2 separate regions of the Mus musculus genome follow, and region 2 is linked to region 1. The links are chromatin contacts, called in public ChIA-PET maps. All regions are on one chromosome and are shown on one strand. The core of a region is the stretch at or near the end of the contact, and the rest is flanking DNA. Distances in the headings are between cores, read along the strand shown. Region 1 holds the start of A930006K02Rik (RIKEN cDNA A930006K02 gene). Region 2 holds the start of Mrps6 (mitochondrial ribosomal protein S6).

Evidence for each region. ChIA-PET counts read pairs in DNA pulled down with a chosen protein or histone mark.
Region 2: a contact with region 1 is called in an RNA polymerase II ChIA-PET map of memory CD8 T cells, with 8 read pairs. The contact joins the promoter of Mrps6 here to the promoter of A930006K02Rik in region 1. A contact is called at or near these places in 1 of 484 Hi-C or Micro-C datasets (embryonic stem cells) and 1 of 115 datasets of contacts at active chromatin or transcription factors (memory CD8 T cells).

Annotation. Positions count from the first base shown.
Region 1 is chr16:91,462,037-91,469,851 of GRCm38.p6, reverse strand. A930006K02Rik (RIKEN cDNA A930006K02 gene) reads right to left here and starts at 4,748. Exons shown (of 2, transcript NR_077219.1): 1 at 4,216-4,748.
Region 2 is chr16:92,055,726-92,063,540 of GRCm38.p6, reverse strand. It overlaps Mrps6 (mitochondrial ribosomal protein S6), which reads right to left and starts at 5,205. Exons shown (of 3, transcript NM_080456.1): 1 at 5,061-5,205. The coding sequence starts at 5,105. It overlaps Slc5a3 (solute carrier family 5 (inositol transporters), member 3), which reads right to left and starts at 5,219. Exons shown (of 2, transcript NM_017391.3): 1 at 5,061-5,219.

The sequences.
Region 1 (7,815 bases), core at 3,499-5,998:
CATAGTTAGAGAGAATTATGATGATGGAACAAGCCAATCAGACACCTCTGCTTGATATTCTGTTGAAAGAGTCCCATTGCCCACTAAAAGGGAGCAGCCCGTGGCTGCTCCACTTTAGTGTAAACCTGTTATCTGTGACACAGGCGTCTCCATTCTCAGGAGGTTCCAGGTCTTCTCCACCTACGAAGCCAATGAGCAGCAAAATGGTTATTTATGAAATGTACAGATATTTTATGAAATACTAATATAGATGACAGGGCTGAAGACATGCAGACGGTGCAGCATCTACGGCAATCTGATGGGTGGGAACTGTAGTCTAAGGCCCTCATGGATGTCTGGAACTGAAGACAGAACCCTGCTTTAGCCAAAACATTTTTTTTTTTTTTGCTACATAGGTATGTATATGGTTATTTTAACTTTTAATGGGAAAAATAGGCACAATAACATATAATCCAAATGGCACAGTCTTTGACTTTAAACATGAGGTTTATAATTGTTGTATTGAGCCTTTATTAATATATAATGCCTTGTATCTCGTAGCCTTAAAGTGTGAGTTAGACACTTCCAAAGAAGCTACATCGCGATAGGACACTTCAAGCGAGGACCATAGTTAGACAGCTTCTTCCTCCAATAGGAGTGAGAGCTCAGGCCCATCTGCACCTCAGGCACGAGGAGGCTTGGGACAAAGGCTGCTCCAGAGCCTTCAGAAACAATTGCCAGTGCTGGTCGTTTGATTCTGACCTAACACTTCCAGGATTAGTAGGTAGACAGTAGAGCTCTGATTCAGACAGTCTTCCAAGAATGAAGTAAGTTGCCATTTCATTTGGTAGTTGGGTCCCCTTACTCCTTTAACATGTCTATGTAAGCCCCTCCTCCATTCCCCATATTTACAGAATATACTGGGATTATTTGTCCTGTGGTTATAAACATTCATATAACTGTACAGAGAATCTCTTGTGCATGGTATGGAAGCATCGCCTGCCAATAAAAAAGCTGTTGACTTGTTAGGTTAGGCAGGGAAGAGGAGGTTGGAGTTCCAGCAGGGAGAGAGAGTTCTGGGGTAGAGTCAGGCATGGGAAGAGATTCACCCTGAGTGTTCATGGTTAAGGTTGCATGAACCTGAGGAGAGGAAACTAGCCACATGACAGAACTTAGAATAAAACAAATGGTTATCTGAGTTACAAGCTATCAGAAACAAGCCAGAGCTTTTAGCCTAGGCATTTATTCTTAAATAATTCAATTAAATTATTTCAGGACCTTGGGAGCATGTGGATAAGCCCATGGTTTAAAAATGGCGCCCAATGAGGGGCTCTTAGAATCCAAGCTTAGAGCCTGAGGAAATAAATCCCAGGTGAAAGGCAGGAAAGAAGCACTTCCCAGAGCAGTTTCCTAGTTGGGTGAGAAGCTAAAAACACTGAGAGAGACCAAGAGGAGGCCTGTGAGCTAAGGCAGCTGGTGGGTGCTAGAGCTGCCTCTCGGTCTCTCTTGCACTAGAGCCCACAGGTACAGTAGCTGTGGCTTCTCTAAATGGTGATATGGTTCCAGAGGAAGGCCAAAAAGTACACTTAAGAGAGCTAGACAGCCCAACTTGGGTCCATTCAGGAAAAGCCTATAACCACTCACAGAGAGGGACAGCCCCAAAGTGGGTGGAACCACGAGCCCACCAGCCTGTTAGACAGAGCTATGGGGATGGAGTTAGCCACCATAGACACGTGCTGGTTTGAGGAGCCTGCAGGTTTCCCCAGAGCTGCAGTGGGACTAAAAAGTCTAAAACTTCTGAACTGGTACAATATTGAATTTAAAAACAGTGTAAGAGAGAGTATCTGGGTATACATAATCATAGGAAAAACAAATAGTTTAAATTGGTAAAATAAAGTCCTTAGAGAATTAAATAAATTTAAAGAAATAATCCGTGTAAAGTTGGGGGCACAGTGACACAGAACTTTCGGATCCTGCATAACACCAGGGTTTAAGGAAAGAAACAAAGCGGGGAGAGTTAAAGACCTAATTGGAACTGACACATTACCTTATGATTACTGTCACGTTGGTAATCCTTATTTTAATCCTGATAGCCAAGATGGCTTCTTATGCCTTCTTAAAGAAAACGGCTTTAGAGAGACAAGAAAACAAGAAAAAAATGAAAACTGGAGACAAATTTTCTACATCAAAATGAGGATGAGCTGGGCGTGGTGGTGCATGCCTTTAATCCCAGCAGCACTTGGGAGGCAGAGGCAGGTGAATTTCTGAGTTCGAGGCCAGCCTGGTCTATAGAGTGAGTTCCAGGACAGCCAGAGCTACACAGAGAAACCCTGTCTTGAAGCGGGGGGGGGGGGGGGGGGGGGAGAATGAAGATGCTGTAGATACAATGATACTAAGATGCTGTAGATACAATGATACTAAGATGCTAGAGATACAAGAAAGAGAGAAAAATGAAAAGTGGAGACAAACCTGTGAAGGGAAATTAGAAAAAGTTTACAAATAAGAATGTACATACTAAGATGATTTAAAAAAATTGAAAATATGAAAATTGGAGACAAGTCTTTGAAGAAAAATAGATTATATATATATAATTGAGAAAGACACTAAGATAGAGACAAAGGAAATGAGGCCAGAACCTATATCACCACCCATGGAAAAGGGCAGTCTGTATCTGTTTAAAAAAACCAAAAACCAAAACCATAAAATGACTTTCCCAGCCCTGTTAAGGGAATTAGGAGGAGATGAAAGAAATCCACAGTTATCAAGAGTTTGGGTGGCAACCTAGAGCGACACAAGATTTTAAAAATCAACACAAGCAAGTCTGGGAAAATGGCTCAGTCAGTAAAGTGTGTACAGAAGTCTGAGGAGTCACTTCCTTAGCCAGGCATAGTCATGTACCCACAAGCCCCAGGCTGAGGAGATGGAGACAGGAGGATACCTGGCATTCACTGGACAACCAGTTCAGCTGAATTAATCAGCTCCAGGTTCAGTTAGGGACTCTGTCTCAAAATAAATAAGATGTAGAACAATGGAGGAAGACGCCTGACCTCTGACCCCCACATCCGGGTGCAAAGCAATGTATACAGCTGCACAGGAAAACACGCAGGCACAAACACTAGGGCACAAAACAACACCAACAGCCCAACAGTTGCTAAGCAACAACGCTCTCTCCTCTGGACTGACTCTGAAGGAAGGACATTCTTCTGCTAAGCCAGAAACTGGCTGTACAGTGTGAGTAGGCGACTTCGTCTTTCAGTGCTGCAGCTTCCACTCCTGTAAAATGGATAGTAGCTGAACAGAGAGCTAAAAGTTTAACTAGTTTACGCTTTTAATGACTGGTGTAATCGTTAACTGGCTGAAAGTTAAATGAGTTTACACACTTAATGACTGGTGTAATTGTTAACTGGCTGAAAGTTAACTTAGTTTATACACTTAATGACTGGCATAACTGTTAACTGGCTGAACGTTAAATTAGTTCATACACTCAATGACTGGTATAATCAAGATCCTATCAGACGCGCCACCTGGCCATCCACTTCAGCATCTTTAATGTAGTTCCAGGAGACAAGCTCACATCACCCAGCACAGGGTATGGTGCTCCTGAGCCGCTTTCCTCAATTACCTCAGTGTTGGATTGCAGGCGGGTGCCACCACATTTTGAGTCATTTTTGTTTTTAATTATGCGTGTGTGTGTGTGTGTGTGTGTGTGTGTGTGTAAGTATATATACGTGCAGAGGTCAGAAGATCAGATTTTCCTGGAGATGGAATTAAGAGGCTGTAGAGCACGGGTTCTCAGCCTGTGTGGGTCTCCATCCCTTTCACATGGGTTGCCTGTTATGATTCATAACAGTAGCAAAATTACAGTTATGAAGTAGCAGCAAAATAATTCTATGGTTGAGCCTCACCGCAGCACGAGGGACTGTATTAAAGGGCTGCAGCATTAGGAAGGCTGGGAAACACTGCCCTAGAGTTAGCCACGACGCCAACAGCAGTCCTCTGAAAGAGCAGCAGCACCAGTGAGCCGTCTCTTTAGCTCCTGAAAATTAATTTCTCAATGTACACCCTGCTCAATTGTTAATTTTACATGAACATAGACATAAAACTCTTTTCACCCTGAGCTGAACATAAAACTTTCCAAGAACAAAGGTTCCAAAGCAACCCCCTGGGCTGTGTCACGCTGCTAGCATGAATTCCACCGTGTGCCATCTTCAGGGTGAGACCTGGGGCATCACTTACCTCCCTGAGAGGAGTCGGAACTTATCTCCAGGAGTTCTGGCTGGGATGCCGGGCTGTCTTTTTTGGTTTTATTGTTGTTGTTTGTTTGTTTGTTTTCATCACTATGAAGAGATCTCTCTTGTCTCTCACCCTTAGAGCAGTCGCCATTCTCCCGATGTAATTAGCCCAGTGGTTCCCTGGCTTATTTGTTATTGTTTTGTTAGCCTGCTCGACTGTTAGGAGTGATACTCTCATCTCACTCCTCCGTTAACCCGGGACAAACCGCACTAGGGCTGGAAAGCACATTTCTGCTGCTCTCTGGTCTCCCACCCACCAGCCATCCCAGGCTCGGGCCCGGGTCAGAATCCCAGGCTGGAGCAGAGCCATTGGGCGGGCGTCGGGGTGAGAGCGCTGGACTCAAGCTACCTGCGCCCAGCAATTACTCCCCGTTGCTCGGCCTTCGCTCACCTAAGGCTACGGGCAGAACCCGAGGTGCCTGGGCCAGCAGCACCAGAGACGCCGAGCCTACGACAGCCCTACCTCTTACGTCTTCTGTCACTTCAAGTGACGCGCCAAAAAAAATCCTTGGCCCATTGCAGCCCTCCTAGCAACACCCTCCAGCCCGGGCTCTGCCCTTCGGGAACACCCCATCTATTTGCTCCGCCCCCGTCCCGCCCTCCGCTCAGGCCCCACCCCTCGATGAAAGCTCCGCCCCCTCTGCAAAGGCCCTGTAGTATGCAGTCACTGTCCTCTTAATTTCCGTTTCCTGACAGGTCATGACCCTCCCCACTTCCGGAAGCCCACCGTTAATTGTTCCAACAGCAGAGGCGAACTCAGTTTGCTGCTAGAGCGCCTGCTCAGAGTTCCTGCACTGAGCGCTTTCGTTTCTTGGTTTTGTGTGTGTGTGTGAGCTATGGCTCGTTCCTCAAGGGCTCTCTTGGAACCTAGTGTGGGAACCCACGGGTGCCGGGCACCCTCGGTGGTATCAGAGAGGCAGGTAATTTCCAGTGTGCGGAGAGGTGACATCCTAGGGGCTGGGGTGGTCTGAGATTATGGTTCCCTGACACCTATTCGTAAAGAGTTCGAGCCTGCGTTTGAGAAGGTTATTTACTTACATACCTCAAGACTACGCTATGGAAATAAAATTTAAAGATGATGGATGAGGACATCGGCAGCTTCTGGACAAGCATGCATGGGATCCTGGGTTCAATACCCCGTGGCAGCAAAAATGAAATAATTGAATCGGGCATGGTAACACATGTTTGTAACCTCAGCAGGTAGTTAGCAGGGTGCCCCCATTATATTGGGAGTGGAGAGCCAGCCTGGGCTGCCAGAGAATCAATCTCTCTCTCTCCCTCTCTCTCTTCAGATCTTCTTAGGGTTATTATTGCAGCTATGACAACTGTTGTTAAAACAAGACAAAGAGGCTCAAACCCAAGCTCCTTGAATGACAAAAACGAAAGAATCAACCCCCACGACTGTTTGACTCATGAAATGAACAAGTCCTAAAGATCTGTGGATCCAACAGTTTTTGGTCGTGGCTACTAAGTCATTGGGAAGAACCTTACCAGTGACACATACTTAAGGTTGTTAAAGTTTCTATTTCCCACTGTCCAAGAGTTCTTGCAAACTCGTTGGAACAGTGTTTCTCAACTTTTGGCTGGAGATCCTTATTCAAAGGTTACCTAAGACCATCTGAAAAGAGGTATTTACATTACAATTTATAAGTGTAGCAAAATTGCAGTTATGGAGTAGCAATGAAAGTTTTATGGTTGGGGGGTCACCACAACATGAAGAGCTGTATTTAAGGGTCACAGCATCAGGAAGGTTGAGAACCTCTGAGTTAGAACAACTGATACAGGGATCTATAGCTAAACAATATGAAGAGAGTGAGACTTTAGAGCTTAAGGTCTTAAATGTGATGTCTCCACCAAATCCCTCCCCACCAAGGCACAAGAGTCTAGGCCAAAAAGGAGGCAGAAAGATACAAGCGTCAGAGGTGACAGAGGACTGAAGGAGGTAGTGTTTTCCAGATAGAGCAGGACTGATAGACAAGTGAACTCAGAGACTGTGGCAGCACACACAAGGCCTGCACACTGTCAGCCACAGGGTATCCTGACACCGAGAGCAGGATGTGGACAATAAATAAAGGAAAAAAAGAAGGGGTCCAGCTTCTTCTTCTTCCTCTTCTTCTTCTTCTTCTTCTTCTTCTTCTTCTTCTTCTTCTTCTTCTTCTTCTTCTTCTTCTTCTCCTTCTCCTTCTCCTTCTCCTTCTCCTTCTCCTTCTCCTTCTCCTTCTCCTTCCCCTTTCCCTCCTCCTCCTTCTTTCTTCTTTCTTCTTCTTTCTCCTCCTCCTCCTTCTTTCTTCTTTCTTCTTTCTTCTTCTTTCTCCTCCTCCTTCTTTCTTCTTCTTTCTCCTCCTCCTCCTCCTTCCTCTTCTTCTCTTCTTCTTCTTTACTTCTTCTGGTTTTTCAAGATAGGGTTTCTCTGTGTAGCCCTGGATGTCCTAGAACTCACTCTGTAGACCAGGCTGACCTCAAACTCAGAAATGTGCCTGCCTCTGCCTCCCAAGTGCTGGGATTAAAGGCATGCCCCACCACTGCCTGGCGGGGTTGAGGTTCTTATTCTAGACAAGGGAGACATAGCCAGAGTCAGAGACATCTGGAAGAGTCCAGAGTGGACAGAGGGGCAAACTGAAGCAGTCATGTGAGGAGAGCCAGGAGGGGAGAGACACAGGGGACCCAGGAGCAGCAGCCAAGAGGGCAAGAGGCCAGTGTAGCCAGAGTGGCTGGGTTATATAAGGAGGGCCAGCTGGGGGAAGGGCAGCTCAGTCCAGGCCCTGGGCTGGAGAAGTTTAGCGTAGAGGACAGGAATGCCAGTCACGAGTACACTGTACCATGTAGGGACTTAGGGGTGCTGGGAGATCCTGATGGCTAGAGTCTGCTTTGATCTATTCATAGCATCTCAGCTGTTTGTCCTGGGTTTGAGGCCTGACAGACAATAACGCCTAACCAAGAAGCTACCTGCAACTGATACCTGTTGGTAAAGAAAAAATTGTAGTTTTTTCCAATGGAGTCTCACTGGGTGTATTAGCCACACTTTAGCTAAGTAGGCCTCATGCCCAGAACACAGTGGTATTTTTGTGACTTTTTGTCTTCCTTTTGTTTGTTTGTTGTTTTTTTTTTTAATCTTACTGGGTTTTTGTTTTGTTTTGTTTTTTGTTTTTTTGCTTGTATATTTTGATTTCTGGTTTTGTGTGCTTTGTTTGTTAAGGAGAGAAAAAGGACAGTTAGGGAGGAACTGTTGGGGGAACATACAAAAATATATTGTGTAAAAGTTTTTCAATTCACAGAAAGACTAGTTGAAAGACTAGTTTTTATTTTGAGAAGAATGAGCTCAAAGTGTGTGAAACATTTAATCTGGAGAATTTATGAACATGTTGGCTGTTTCCACTTTCTCCAGGGGCAGGCAGAGCTCTTATGACTGCATCTGTCCAAGCCTTGCACGCTTTCTGAAAGCCACTGGTAGCTTCTTGTGCGTTTATACTGTCCCTGCCCAGCCTGGAGATTAGCCGCCTTTCCAGAACACGTCTCTCTTTTTGTTAGAATGATTTAGAAAGCA
Region 2 (7,815 bases), core at 3,956-6,455, 590 kb before region 1:
TGAGCCTGGACAGTGTCCATCCTGTGAAGTACTAGATGATAAAGCAAAAAGGGTCATACAACCTTACTTTTCTCATTTCCACAGAGCCACAAATATAGCTCATTTTTCTCAACCATGAAATGTAAAACTGTTTCTCAGGACATGGTGGAGAAAAGGTGAGTGGCAGGCGAGCCAGTGTGCAGACTCTACTTCAGAGCAATGGAAGAATAGGAGGGAACCAGCTGAACCAGCTGACTGCCCAAAAGTTTTCCTTTTATGCAAATTAATAACCTACCAGGCATTTATTTGATTAGTTCCTTAAATTTGATTTCCCTAGACAAAGATAATTACATGTTTTACAACAAATCTGATGGTTTAACAAAATGGCCTCAAATGAAATATTAAAAGGAGATACCCCTGGGCTGGAGAAATGGCTCAGTGGTAAAGAACACTGACTGCTCTTTCATAAGTCCTGAGTTCAATTCCCAGCAACCACATGGTGGCTCACAACCATCTGTGATGGGATCTGGTGCCCTCTGCTGATGTGTCTGAAGACAGCTACAGTGTGCTCATAAACATTGATACTACTTTTTTTAAAAGGAGATACCCTTTTCTTTTGAATATATAAACTCATGAGAATATTAAACAAATTCTAGTGCAAAGCCAGTGACTCAGTCAACTAGAAAGCCCTCCTATTAAATCAACTGCCGCTGGCTTTTACACATCAAAACCAGACATATGCATCCTCCTCTCTCCTCTCATCCCTGCACCCCCAGCCAGCCAGACTTCTGTGTCCCAAAACTCATCTACTAAATATGACAAGCAATAGCACATCATGGAAAGTATTACTTTACAGGTCAGCTCTCAGTGCTGTTGACTATTTTAAGGTGATTTTACACAGAAAAGATCGAGTAGAAATTTCCATGTAAATCCGGCCTAGGCTTTAACTCTACAGCAGACGTTAGTAATGCGGCATGAGTGCAGCTGGGGTAGAGTGGGGTCTCTCACAGCAGTGTCAGATCTACAAACCATGTTGACAGGAAGGACTCCTTACCCCACGCCATCCTTGTTCCTTAGCTGCAGCTCAGGGGCAGGCACAAGACTCCTTCTATCACCTTCCGCTGTAGTGAGCTGTAACCCAAGAGGACTTTAATGCCAAATCAAAGTACAAAATTGTTCACAAAGCTCTTTTAAGTGTGCAGCTTCAAGCAGAGCACGAAGAGCGATCATCAAAGATACAAGCTAAGCTATAATGGTCGGGCCCAAAAAACCAAGAAAATGACTGATGGGATCACCTGACAGCTGGACACTTCCACCTGAACTTCTACATCAACTAACAACAGAAATCTCACCATGTCGTACTTATCAAAGGTTGTCAAGCAGCCCCATCTGGGAGCTCTGAAAAGCTATCCATTCTAGTATTACTTCAAGAATTTCTTGGACACAGCTCTAGAACATCTCAAAACACAGCCAGGTTGTGTTATCAAAGAGGCCAGGGTGAAAGAAAGCATATGAAACTCTTCAGCAGCCAGGTTTTAGAAACATCAGTGCCTTCTGCATCCTACAATTATCAACAATCTTCTGTAGCTAACTTCACAGTATACCATAAAAGACTTAACCTGCAAACCACTTCAGTGACCTACTGTAAACTATACTCTGCTTTTTACTAAAATTAAAAATGGAGAGTACAGAACAAAGCTTAAGGTTTAATGAGCGAGCTTTGTCCTTTACCCCCCTGGAGCACTGCTGCTGCTCTCTGCCAACAGGTTCTTAGGCATTCCAGGCAGGGAAGGCACTGTATTCCTCATCTCCGTGGCTCCACTACCAAGTGCTGTGACCGCGGACATGTACCACCACGCCCTGCGTGCGATTCCTAGTTTTAAAAATCCCTACATACAAAGGGACATACAAATGCTATCTTACTGTACATTCAGCCATTTAGTAATTAAACTAGGTGCTATTTAAACCATTCACACACAACGATTCTTGAGTAATAATGACATGATTTCAAGAAATATTTCCTCGGGGCTGTCACAAATCTACCCCATCAGTGACCAATCATCTGACCAAAAGGGTCAGGCCTAACAAAGGTCTGAACTATGTAACCAAAGAATATTTACATACTGCACAGATTCTTCTTCTACACCCACTTCAAGTATTAAAAAACAAAACCTATGAAGTCCTTTAGGGCTGGGTGTGGCTTTATCCATTGGAACCCAGAGCTCTTTCACGAAGGGAGAAACTGCAGAGTGACGTCCAGGAGCTCGAGAGAAGCAGGGCATCAAGTATTCCCAGGCTCACCAGCCTCCCTCAACCACCTCAAAGTCCTCCCGAGCGAGCGAGCGAGCGAGCGAGCGAGCAGGCGGAGGTGGAGAGCAGCCTGCGCTCACTGCCCCACAGGCAATCCTTGGGAGAAGACGCTGCTGGCATCTGCAGCTTGGTGTTCCCTCTGCAGCTCTGCCCTTCCTGTTTTCTCTCCTGAAGCCATTAGAAGCCTGGATAGGAGCTTCCAGTGTCAGCCAGTGTCAGCAGCTCTCCTAGTAAGGCACCTAAGGCTGTTGGTCCTAAGCAACTACCTTTCCCATGGCTTGTCAGCACCCCCAGAGCCCAACTCACATCCGCCGTGCCATTCTACCATACTCCTCAAGTTTTTATCCTGGTTTTTATGCCAGAGAATACAAAATTACAACTTTGAAATAGCATTAAAATCAAAGTGCACAATCTTGAGGACTGTGGTCTGCACCTGTAAACACACAAACCTCGAAATGCATCAAAAACAAGGGCTCGTGAGAATCAAGCCAACTGCAGACTGAGGAGACAGCCCTAGAATTTTTACAACGTCTATCCTGAGGTCTCAGCCTGAGAACTCTCACAGGCAATCTGCTACAAAGGCACTCACTATGCTATGTCAACATGCATCTTTACATTTAAACTCTAAAAGCTCAATTGAAGTAAGTCAAGCCTGAAGTCAAGGACAGTAAAATAAAGTAAGAGTCACAATAGGGAAGACAAACTAAGACTGCTTTGTAGGCATAGGAGAAACAAGAGTACAATGCTGGGTGGGAGACAGGGTCTCTAGGAGACTGCAGTCAGTCTCTCAACTCCCTTTTCTGCTTCAGCGCCTGCTTACTCCCAGCCCTGGAACACAAGGCTCTTGGAGGAGAGGAAGGAGGGAGAATGCCGTCACATGGAAGGGTGCACTATCAGGCATCCAACATGCATCTCAGAACTCTGTTTAGAAAGCCTTCCCGCTACAAAAGCTAACTGTCCTAGGTGGGAGCTGTGGCTTCCTAAACACCTGCTCTAGGTGTTCAAACCACTGTGCCATTTTCTTTTAAAACAAAGTGCATTTTCCTTTACACCCACAAGTACATACCCTGTAAGAATTCAGTTTTCTAAAGCTGAAAGCAAAAAAAAAAAAAAAAGTCTAGTCTCTGCACATCTTTACTTGTTTACAACCTTCTCAAAGTCAGAACGAAAAACCGAGGGTTGTCATTTTATCTAGTTTCTTTGGGTCTGTAAGGATCTTCACACATCTTCCACACTATGTTTAAGCACCTCTCTTCCGTCTTCACTCTTCTCTAAGGTGCTTTGAACCTACCCTCAGGCCAAGATTTTGAGCAGGTTACACCCGACTTTTGAATCAGAGTGAACACATATTCACATCATGGTAAAATACATTTAGCCAGTGTACTGGGCAGCCATGCTAAGCAAGAGTCTCTCATTCAAAGGAGTGCAAAGGGTCACTGCTACCTCACACCTTGAGGGAATGAATCTTGGTGGTCACATTTTTTCAGTTTCTAACATTACCTAAAAAGTATAAAGGGAGGCTTAAGTAATTTCCATTTAATCAGAAACAGTCCCTTTTTAATACTTTCTCGACCCTGACCCCTCTGTTGTTCCTATTCTTTTAACTCTGTAAAACCCAATGAGGAAGGAAGGTAGATAAAGTATTACCCAGAGGTGAGACAATGTTCTCCCGGAGCCAGGGAGTCAGTAAGCTTGGGGGCACAAACTTCAGGACCATCAGGTGGCTCTGGTGTCCTTTCCAAGCCAACCCTGTACAAGGCACACCGAACAATCTCCTCCTGCTGCCTGACTGTTAGCTGTTCACCAGAGCCTAGCCCGTGACCCCTGGCTTAAGTTGATTCAAACTGAAGCCACTACTTGAAATTGACCCAAAGCCTACATGCCCAGGGCTAGAAGAAAGCTGCTTCCAAACGCTCAAAAAAAGGACAACGGTTGCTTTTGTTTTCTTTTAAACTGTACCTGCTAGGGAAGGAGAGTGCGTGAAAGCACACTACATTACCGAATTCTCTCAGAAGAATGGGGATTTCAGCGACGACTGACTGACTCAGAACATAGCTGCCTCCGCCGGCCGCCGACCCCAGTCCGTGACCCGGCTGCTGGTGGTTTATCATCCCTCCAAACCTGAAAGTCCCTACCTCCAGATCAATCAAAAGCTGGGGGAAGGCATGTCTTCGGAAACACAAGCAAGGCCACAACTTGGATGAATAAAACTGGGCTAAGGGCACCCGGAGCAGGATTTCCGCTGGAGTCAGAAAAAGAAAGGTCAAAAGATTTTTTTTTTCTTTTTGGTGTGATAGCGGTGACAAGTGCGTGGGTACACAGCCGGCACTGGCGGGCTTTGGAGGAAGGCTGTAACTGATCGCGGACGCTGAGGGCAGGCGATCGGGACCAGCGGCCGGCGGGGACGACGAGCAGCTTCTCGACGCGTGGGCGCAGAGCGGGGCTGGCCTGGGTTCTCGCGCGTGTGTCCTCCCGCAGTCCTTCCATCGGACTCCGGAGAGCCGGGGTCCGAGGCCCGCCCCGCCCCCTGCTCGGCACACCCCCTCCCGCGACCGCGCACACGCGCGGGCATACACACCCCCCGCCTCCCGCGCGCACGCGGCCGCGCCGAGCGCCTGACCCACGCGCCACCCCCCCACTTTGCGCCCGCGACCACCCGCGCACCGCGCGAGAGGACCCGGTGTCCAGCAGGCAGGACACGCGGGACTGGGAGGCCTAGAGGCGGCGGGGCGCGCCCGCGCGGGAACTCGGTCTGAGGGAAGGTCACTTACCCGCCGCATGGCTTTCAGAATCAAAGCCAACTCGTAGCGGGGCATCGCCCAGGTTGGCGGCGCCGAGTCCAGGAGAGCCGGGGTCGCGAGGGCGGGGACGCGGGGCGCAGAGGAAGACGAGAGAGGAACACGGCCGGTCAGCTCCCGGACGGCGAAAGCACCGTGCGACCCCGCGAGGCCGGGTTTAAAGGCTCCGGCAGCTGCGCAGACGGCTCGCCCCGCCCACCGAGAGCCCCGCCCACCCGGCACCGCCCCGCCCCTCTCCCGGAGGGCGCCTTGCACTTGCACCTCAACGGCTTCCTGCTTGCCCTCCCGGGCCGTGTCTGTGTCCCCCGAGCCTGCGGAGCGTGGACACGGTCTCGAGCAGCCCGTCGGAGGCCGTCTCCTCGCTCGGCACGCACCCGCTCCCCGCCGCCTCCGCGCCTACCAACCTTGGGCTCTGGAACCCGGTGGAACTTTCCAGGCCTCCCCGCCCACCCTCCCTTCCCGGGTGCTAGGCGAGCGAGTGCGCGTGCGCCGCGGTGCGGTGCGGTGCGATGCGGTCTGGCTGCTGTGTGCCCCTCGCCCGCGTCTCCAGGGAGGAAGGCGGGGTGCTAAGGAGTGACTGCTGCACCAAGCCGCAAAGAAACAAGCCTGGAACCGAAGGGCTATGTAGGCATTTGCTGTGTGTGCCTAGCCTGACCCAGAAGCAGGTTAATGCTTCGACTCTCGCCAGTTATTCTTTAAATATTATCCTTGCTTTTCTGGTAAAGGAAACTATGGATTCCCTGAAACACAGGAGTAAGGAGGGGCTTCGTAGAGGGTCCCAGGTCCAGCACTCCACAGCGCGCGCGCACACACACACACCCATACACGCACATATAGAGCTAACTCGGGACTCCCCTCCTTCTGCCCCTGCTCCTGTTTCTTAGCTCTGGAAGGCACTAATTCCGCTGCAATGGTTGTCTTCTGCTCCCACCTTACTCCAACTAAAAGGGTCTTTAAGTGAAATGTTCTTGTAACTTTAAAGTGCTCTAATAATAATTTACTAATAATTTACTGAGGGCTTACTGTCTGTAGCAGGCACGACACTGAGGCTGTTTGTTCTCACTTTAGCTCTGTGAAGCAAATCGTACTACTCGCCCTATTTTAGGTATTAGCAAACAGAAAAATGCAAGGATAATTTAATTAGTCCAAGGTCAAACACAAACGCGTGGAAAGAAAATTTTGTGTCCAGAATGTCTGAAGAATAGTTTCACTGCCTACACTTATGAACCTCACCCCGTCCCCCATCTTACAGGCCAAGATGTTGGTCTTACTCAGTGGCGTTGGACGTCTTTGTAAAGCACACATGGAGACTATCTTTGTCACCTCCTCCACAGACCAATCTCCACAGAAGATTATGGTTTTGAATACAACCTAGGATACCTGGTTTTTTTAACATTTTCATTAACATTTCAAGGTTTGTCCTGTGCCCTTCAACACAAACTACAAAACCACCTACTTAGCATCAGCCACACACCTGGTTGGTTGGATTGTTTTGTTTTGGTTGTTGTTGGGGGTCTTTTTAGTTTGTTTGTTTTGGTTGGTTGGTTGTTTTTTGTTTTTAAGCAGCATGCTACCAAAAAAAAAAAAAAAAAAAAAAAAAAAAAAAAAAAAAAAAAGACACAGAAGGAAGAAAGAATTTCTGGACATTGAGACGAGAATTCCAGATCTGTGTGACATCCCACTTAAACTGTCCTTCCTGTGGCCCAGTTTAGGAATGTGAAGATAAGAGTCTCACGTGGTTGAGCCAAGCCAAACACCAAGCAACACCCTGAGGTGACCAGCCTGGACTGCCTCCCGTTGGAAGCACCACAGCTTTTCCCTGATACCCAGGGACCAGTGAAGTCCTAGTTCTCTAGACAAATGGGGTGAGGAAATTAGCCTGACTGAACAATGCCTCAGGGCAGACAGCACCCCACAACCCTCCCAAGCTGTTGGCCACCCACAGACTCATCCCATTTCTTAACGTGGAAAAGAAATCAGCTATCCTAAGTCCCCCGCCCCTTTCAGAGTTTTAAATAAGTGGCTATGGCTTTGTTAATTTTATTGTTAAAATTAATGCTGATGCAAATTGAAATTTATCAAAAATAATTTTAAACTATTTATACTGTTGGGTAAGCATGTAGAATCATAAGCCATTTCTATAGTATTTAATTTATTGATCTTTAAAAAATATCTTTTAGGATCTTGGGAAAAAAGATCTAATACGGTAGATACGTAAGATTTTATTGGCCAGAGGTTTTGGCTAATTTTCAAGTAAAGCTTTCTGAGGAGTCATAGGAAGAGAGAGTAAAGGCAAAAGTTGAAATCCAAGGTGCTCTGGTCAGTTCATCCCCTTGCCATCTCATCTTCTACTACTGTATAAGGAGAGATTTGACCTTGAGCTTTTCACCATAATTCTCAAGATAGCTGACTATCGTCATCATCACCATCACCATCATCACCATCATCACCAGACCTAACATTCTGCCATTCATTGTGAGCCAGGAAGTGCTTTTCATGTATTAATATTCATTTCTGCCCAGGCCGTCACTACCACATGTCTCCAACAGTACCCAGACCTGCTCTACCCCTTTGTCTGTGTCTGCCCAGGCCGTCACTACAGGGTCTCCTCACCTGTCCAGGAGCAGTTTCCCAGGATCCTGGCTGCCATCTTTTTTTTTTTTAATATTTATTTATTTATTTATTTATTTATTTATTTATTATATGTAAGTACACTGTAGCTGTCTTC